Regions from separate parts of the Xenopus laevis genome. Here region 1 is linked to region 2. The links are chromatin contacts, called in public Hi-C maps. All regions are on one chromosome and are shown on one strand. Each heading gives the region's core, a stretch centred on a gene start, on an enhancer-like site or on the middle of the called end of the contact. The rest is flanking DNA. Distances are from core to core; before and after follow the strand shown.

Region 1 (3,588 bases), core at 703-3,202, 180 kb after region 2:
AGCTTTAACCAATTCATTCATCCTGAAATTATGCAATTTTGGAAACGATAAGCAATGTGGATTCCAGATTTATTTATTTCTAACTGCCTTTTGTGTAGGTATATGATTAACCTTGTAGTAAAGCTCTGGTATATGGACATTTCAAAATTCCATTGAAACCCTTGTGCAATGAACATCCTTGGCAGAAAACAATAATAATCAAACCATATCAAACTGCCACTTGCTGCTTTTTAATTCCTTAATTAAATGTATGGCTCAGACCTGTGACACATACATAGATTTGGGAGCAAAAAAATACCTTCATTTACTACATGATTTTGGATGTTCATATACTTAAATTGGGACTGATGCCCAATGGGAACAATCCTCTCAAGGAGAGTCACAGCATTTAAAACACCTCTCCATGCCACAAGTTGCCACAGGATCATAAGGACTAGAGTATCAGGTGACTTGTTGCCTGTGAGGAAAGTGGCCTCCCATGTCAGGAATGACATGCAGTGTAACCAGGTTGGTTTCTCTGCTTGTCAGGTAGGAGAAATTGAAGGCCCACAGCCACAGGATGGGATGTAGGTCATAAGGCCCAAGATGCAATGAGGACAGTGCTGGAAATATTCAGGAAGTGAGGTCAACATTTCCTGAAGTCACTTGTCCACCTGCTTTGCTTTGCTTTGCTTGTTGCCTAGGGGCAGGGGAAATGAGTAGAAACACTGTACTGGATTTAATAGCTCATTTAGCATTTCTTAAGTTGGGAGAAATGTAGACTGTAAAATTTGTGGCAGGGAAATCTGTCCCATTTTTTATGGGATCCCCACCTGACCAACAGCACAAAAGTATTTCCATGATGGATAGGTGTTGTTTGGTTGGTGCTTGAACCATAGGCTTGTATTTCACTAGCACAGCCAGTAAAACATCCAAGGTCAGTATTACACATTCCCTGGCAATACACTTGACATATATTTTCAGTTCCCCATCATGCCCAGTTATGTCTCCATTCCACCGCAATCCTTGTGTATTCATGATCTGCTAGACTTTGCCCACCTGATTGCAGCTTTATCTGCTGCCATTGTAAGATTAGCCTGGAATCATTTTTTTAGATGGCAACCCTACCTACAGTTAGGTCCATAAATATTTGGACAGACAACTTTTTTTCTAATTTTGGTTCTGTACATTACCACAAAACAACTCAGATACAGTTGAACTAATTCACCTTGAATGGCTGAACCCATGGCTAATTACATTGATTTATATAAACTGTAAAAGTGCTTCTAAAGCAAAAGCATGTTCTTAAGGGGTTGTTGGCAGCAAATTATCTTTCAATACAAAGCAAACTCTTTTTTAGTTGGTGATTTGTCCTTTAAGAAATACCAAAATGCACAAAAGCACATTCTTCCCCTGAGCACACAGTGCTTGCAAGAAAACCATTGTTAAATGTTGGCATCCGCGCCAGTACATGAGCTTGTTCTAAATCTGCCCTCAAGCTGTATTCTAAACTTTTCTTTTAATAAATGCAACCAAAATGAACCGTTTAAAACAACTAAAACAGATATGACGTTTATTTTTTTCTACATATGGATATTGCTGTAAAGGCAATATGATGTATTTATTTTACTAAAAAAGACCAGATTCACTGGCTGCTTTTATAAGAGATGGGCCTTCAAAATCTGCAGGTATGTCGATGCGGTAGGCCTCGGTCTCTATGGTAACACTTGGAGGACAGCTCCCTTCTACGCCTGCCCACAATCCCTAGCGGTCACACCCCGGCCTCCAACGGGAACTGTACAACCAATCTTGCTTTTTCAGTGGCCACGCCCAGCCGGCTACCGCGTGACATACGGCACCGGATTGGCCAATCGTGCCGCCCGTCAGGATTTGTTTTCGAGCAGCCGGGTTAGGCTGTGGCGGCTCCGGGGGCTGAAGGAACGGAATCCCTGGACACAGCTAAACAGGGAGGGGAGATTTATACGCCCGCCCCCTTCCTGAAGCACGTACGGATGTTCGACGATCTGTGAAGGGGCTCAGCTGCCGGGGTAGTGAGTCAGTGTCTCCCCCCCGGGTGGGAGAGGCCCCCGGTGCGGGCCACGGTGCCGGGGGGAAGGGATGACTCTAGATTCAATGATGGCCTGCTGCCTGAGCGAGGAGGTAAAGGAATCCAAGAGAATCAACGCGGAGATCGAGAAGCAGCTGAGGAGGGACAAGAAAGACTCTCGGCGGGAGCTCAAATTGCTTTTGCTCGGTAGGGCAGTGGTGAACATTGATAGGGGCTGATTAAGAAGTTGTGGGTGCGAGGCAGCATCACTGTGGCAATTGACAGAAAATGTGGGGAGTGGTTGATTCCAGTTGGACACCCACCCTTGTTTTCTTTCATTTGGATGTCCAAGAGCATTAGCGGGGCCCACTTGGACCGGGATATTGGGGAGCAGGAGCGCACCTGATTGGGATGCTGATAGGGTGGAATTGTGCAGGGCCACAGCTTGTGAATGGGAGAAACATACAGAAAGGCACAGGTGGGAAGATGTATGTTTTATAGATACGAGTGGGTGAGGTCGGCGAGATGAGTGGATGGTGTGGCTGGCAGAAGAGGCAGTCTCATACTGCAATATGGTCTGTAAATGTCAATTTAATGCAATGTCTTTTAATGTTTATGCTATTTTACTGTCTATGATCCCCACACTTCTTGGCCTCAAACATTTTGGTCAGGCCATTATCATTGTTACTCGTTTATGCAGCTGTGCACCAGGCCTAACCAAATATGTGGCCTAAATGCCATTACAGGGATGTTCGTTTTAGTTTAGTATAGATGGGCCGAGTCAGTTGATATTTATTCATTTATTTTTATTTATTTATCAGCCTTGCCTGTCCCCAGCCTTCAACTGAAAAAAAACTTTCATGGTTATTTATGGTCAAAGGCCCCAATAACCAAAACAACAGACCCATTGTGGGGGTTCAGTTTTATTGTCATCCATATTTGTAATTGCTGATGTTTATTTTTCTATCAGCTCTCCAGTTTGGAGTTTTAGCAATTATGTGTTTGCAAGTGTCTAAACTTACCCTAGCAACTGAGCAGTGGTGTGAATTGGAGACTGGAATATCAATGGCAGAGGCCTGATTAGAATGCTGAAACGAGGCATAAGAACGAGACAACTGAAATGTTAAAACATAAATAATGAAGACCAACTGCAAGGTAGCTAGGAATTCCTATTAAAAACATACTAAAAGTTAACGTAAAGACAAATTGCTCATTAAACTCTAGCAACCTTATAGCAGTTGAGACTACAAGCCTAAGAGCTGCAGAACCAACACAATTTAAATATTTAAAAAAACATAAAAAATGTAAAAGATTGCTGTATGTTACTTCTTTCTACATTATACTAAAAGTTGATTGTAAGGGGATTTAACCTTCACATTAAACCTTAATTGTTCATCTCTCTGCCCCATACTCCACAGGTTTCAGCTAACCCCTTGTCATTATGCCATAGTGGTCTACCATATCAGTGTAGAGGAATTCCGTTTTTAACATACAGGACATTACTACCCCATTGACATGGTTTCGTTGCCATCTCTCACTTTGGGCCAGCCCTACAGTTTGGA
Region 2 (3,616 bases), core at 880-3,379:
TTGTCACCGAGGTGCCAGTCTGAAACATCAGAGACATGAAATTTAAACTTTAAACTTACATTTTGGGAAACCTGTAAAAATAAAAGATGGAAAGCAATTGAAAAAAGTCTTTGTTTATGGTGAACTCCCTATCCCCCCCCCCCAAACAAATTAACTGAAAAGGTGTTTGGAAGGTGAACAACCCCCTTTAAGAAGAAAACCTTCATTTGTTAGTTCCTCATTTGTATAGCAGACAAAAAATAACTGTTCAGAATCTCTACTTTTTCTCTGTTCTCATCGACCAACTGTCCCACACCTTCCTGCTTCATTTTCTTACTATTTACATATTCAAAAAATAATTTTGGATTCATATTACTCCCTTTTCCATCTCAATGTTAGTGTGTCTGATAGCTTTTTTGCATGAGTAATTGCCTCCTTGTACCTAATAAACGTTTCAGCTGTCCCAGCTAACTTGAAAGTCTTAAAAGCACATATTTTCTTACCCACCTCAACACCTTCAACACTTCCATTTAACCACAAAGGTTTTGCTGTACAACGATGTTCCTTGCTAGAGATATCATGAAGATGTAGGGACTAGGGACTCTAGAGGAATATCATGTGTTGTCATGAGGTACTCATGGTGATATTGCCTTGCTATGGAATACTATTCCCAATCAACATAGGTATGGCAGTGTAAATGTTCCCTCTAATTCCTTATTGGCTATGTGCACAATAAAATTATTTTGTGCACACATTTTAAACTTGTGTGTGCATTTTTAAAAACTGTGGCTGCATGTCAGAATAAATGCAACATTTTCACACTTCTTTGTGCACTCCCCTCAAAATGTATGTGTGCACAGACATATGTACTTCTATGTACTGTATTATAAGAAGGAAACGGTCCTCCCCATCTTCCACTAAACAGAATTTTAGAAAATTTAATTCATGTTTGTTAGAAATGACTTTGAATGTCTGTCACTGTGGGAAAAGCATTCCCAGGGAGTTTCTGGGGGTGGGTATAGAGAAGGGTTCCAATGTATTGTGGTACCAATAATGAGTCTGGTGTTAGTCCAAGCAGGAAGATGTGTTTTGCCAAAACTGCTTCTAGTTCTTTCCAAATTATTTTTATTGGTTTTAGAGATATACTGATTTTTTGTCAAAATATACACAGCAATTTCCGTATCGTTACATTATGATATATTACTTTGTCATGTTCCACGCAGTCATCTTCATATAAACCCATTTTTATTAATGGTATTTTGATTTCCCTGTACTTCATTATATGTGCTTGGCACTGCTCAGTCCTTCTTGCCTTCTGATCCAAATCAAGTGCTGCTGTGCCTATTGATAAAGGGGAACCCTGAAGTTACCAGCACCTCTTGATTCCCTCAGCACCCTGTGTCAATAGGCTCTGCACACTTGTATCTTATGAATCAGGTGCATACTTCACTTGTGTAAAGACCATCCGTAAATTACACTGTATGGACAATTCCATCTGATTTGCAGTGAATTGTGTGCACTGTTCGGTAACATTGGTGAACAGAATATAATTGTTATAGGCAGCACAGAACTGCACCAAATGTATAGAGACCTTTGACAAGCTGGCTTGTGAGGGACATAAACCCTGCTAACAAATTCATAGTTTATTTTCCGGTTATAGTTGTACCAAGTTGTATGTAATTCCCATATAGTTACACGTGGGGGCAGCAGAGACCACATTATAGCTCATTCACTGGCCACTTATAATGTATCATTATACATGCTTTGCATGATTTTAATTGTTCCATATTTCAAAATTTCTGATAGTTCATATAACACCAGAATCTCAGCTCAGCCATATTCAGCCATTTCACACAGTGGGGGTCATTTATGAACACTGGGCAAATTTACACCTGGGCAGTAACTATGGCATGGTAACCAATCAGATGACTGCTTTCAGTGCTCAACCTGCAGCTTGCTAAAGAAAGCAAATCACTGATTGGTTGCTATAGGTTACTGCCCATGTGCATTGTTTATAAATTAGTCCCTCATTATAATATAAAATTTGGATAATAGGTAGACTACTACCAACTGTGGATGGTGCCATGCCTTTCACTATTGTATTACAAGTTGGTTGCAGTGGATACCATGTAATATACACCTATTTGCACATGGGAAAGATTGGTGAGTGCTGACTACTTCTATAAGGGGTCCTGTAAACACCTGCTCCTTCAGCACCATCTCCCACATATGTGCCACAATTGCTTGTACTGTCCCATCGCCATATTGGTACTCGTTGTTTTCACTATTTGTCACTATAATTGCAAATGAACCTTTCTTGCAACAAGTACCAATATTAAACCACAAAAGATGGCATTTCATTATTTCCTGACTTGAGGATCCCACTTTTCAATTTTGCCTTAGGCTCCAAGTGAAAAGAACAATTACGAGTTTCTTTTATTACATTAGGAGGATGCATTACCATATGACTGGACCCTTTACTTCCATTTCACTTTCAGTCTAATCATGTCATTAGCATCACAATGAGAATTTTAAATTCTGCCATTGACAAAAATGTTCCAGTGTCCAGATCACAAGTATACTAATACTTTTCTGCATCTTTTAATACAAAGTGATATATTTATCAACCCGGGTGGGCAAATTTGCACCTGAGCAGCAACCATACTAGGTTAATACCAGGTGCAAATTTGCCCAGTTTTCATAAATGAGCCCCTGTATGTTTCATTAATTTACACAGTTTCATCCAAAGCAATACTTTCTTTTAATATATTCAATGTTACTGAAATTGATTCATGCAGTGTGGTTCAGGTAACCTAGAGTTTGGTTTAGAATAGGAGTGCCCATACTTTACAAATGCGAGGTCTACTTTTAGTGATGTTGTCCCATTATGATCTACATCCATAAAAGCATTGTTAGCATTCATGGAAAATATTACTTAAATATTGATTTATGCGAAAATGTATATTACTATATTTAACAAACAAATATTTCTTATGTAACTGTTAGATCTGCTCTATTTTGGGGTGCCAGGCTAATGACTTGTGGCAGACTGATCTTTAAATAAGTGGTATTTATTTACAAAGGAACTAAAAGGTATAACATAAAAAGGGAACTAACTAACATGGAGGGAGGTAGAAAGGGATAGGGAAGGATGCTATGGAAGGGAGTGGAAAGTGACTAACTAAAATGGTATTTACAATGCTCTTTATATACACATAAGGAAGACAAAAGACAGTCCCAGCCAATCAGGTCGATGTTAGCTGTTCTTGAAGTTGGTTCATCTCTTCTTAGATAGACAAGGGACTGAAATCAAGTTAGGATGCACTGTGAAAGAAATCCATAATCCAATGCTCCAGATATCCCTTTGTTGATCCAGCAGAGTGTCATTCCCTTTGGAACTTTTGCTATCCCTGCACCCACACCAGTGTGTCCAGTTATTTGCATCTCTTTTATATTGACATTACTGTAGCTGCAAGGATTGTTTTATGGCAGGATGACTGTTGCCCAGGCTTGCACCTTCACAGTTGCCATTGATGGAAAGGAAGATATCTGTTAACCCATTGCGTGTATGGGCTTATTGTTGAATATCCAAAATTCAGTACTACAGTAACCTTAACATAATAAATATCTGAATGAA

Evidence for each region. A called contact is a pair of places that touch in the nucleus more often than the background predicts.
Region 1: a contact with region 2 is called in a Hi-C map of the XTC cell line, with 2.4 times the contacts expected there. The contact joins the promoter of gna11.S here to the enhancer-like site in region 2. A contact is called at or near these places in 2 of 4 Hi-C or Micro-C datasets (the XL177 cell line and the XTC cell line).

The regions. Positions count from the first base shown.
Region 1 is chr1S:103,908,937-103,912,524 of Xenopus_laevis_v10.1, forward strand. gna11.S (guanine nucleotide binding protein (G protein), alpha 11 (Gq class) S homeolog) reads left to right here and starts at 1,953. Exons shown (of 7, transcript NM_001087372.1): 1 at 1,953-2,233. The coding sequence starts at 2,098.
Region 2 is chr1S:103,731,537-103,735,152 of Xenopus_laevis_v10.1, forward strand. No RefSeq gene overlaps it. Among protein-coding and RNA genes, the nearest start is that of s1pr4.S, 9.1 kb to the left of the region's middle. Within about 2 kb of position 2,130, at least 3 of the 7 cell types and tissues checked have an H3K27ac peak or open chromatin away from gene starts, as enhancers often do.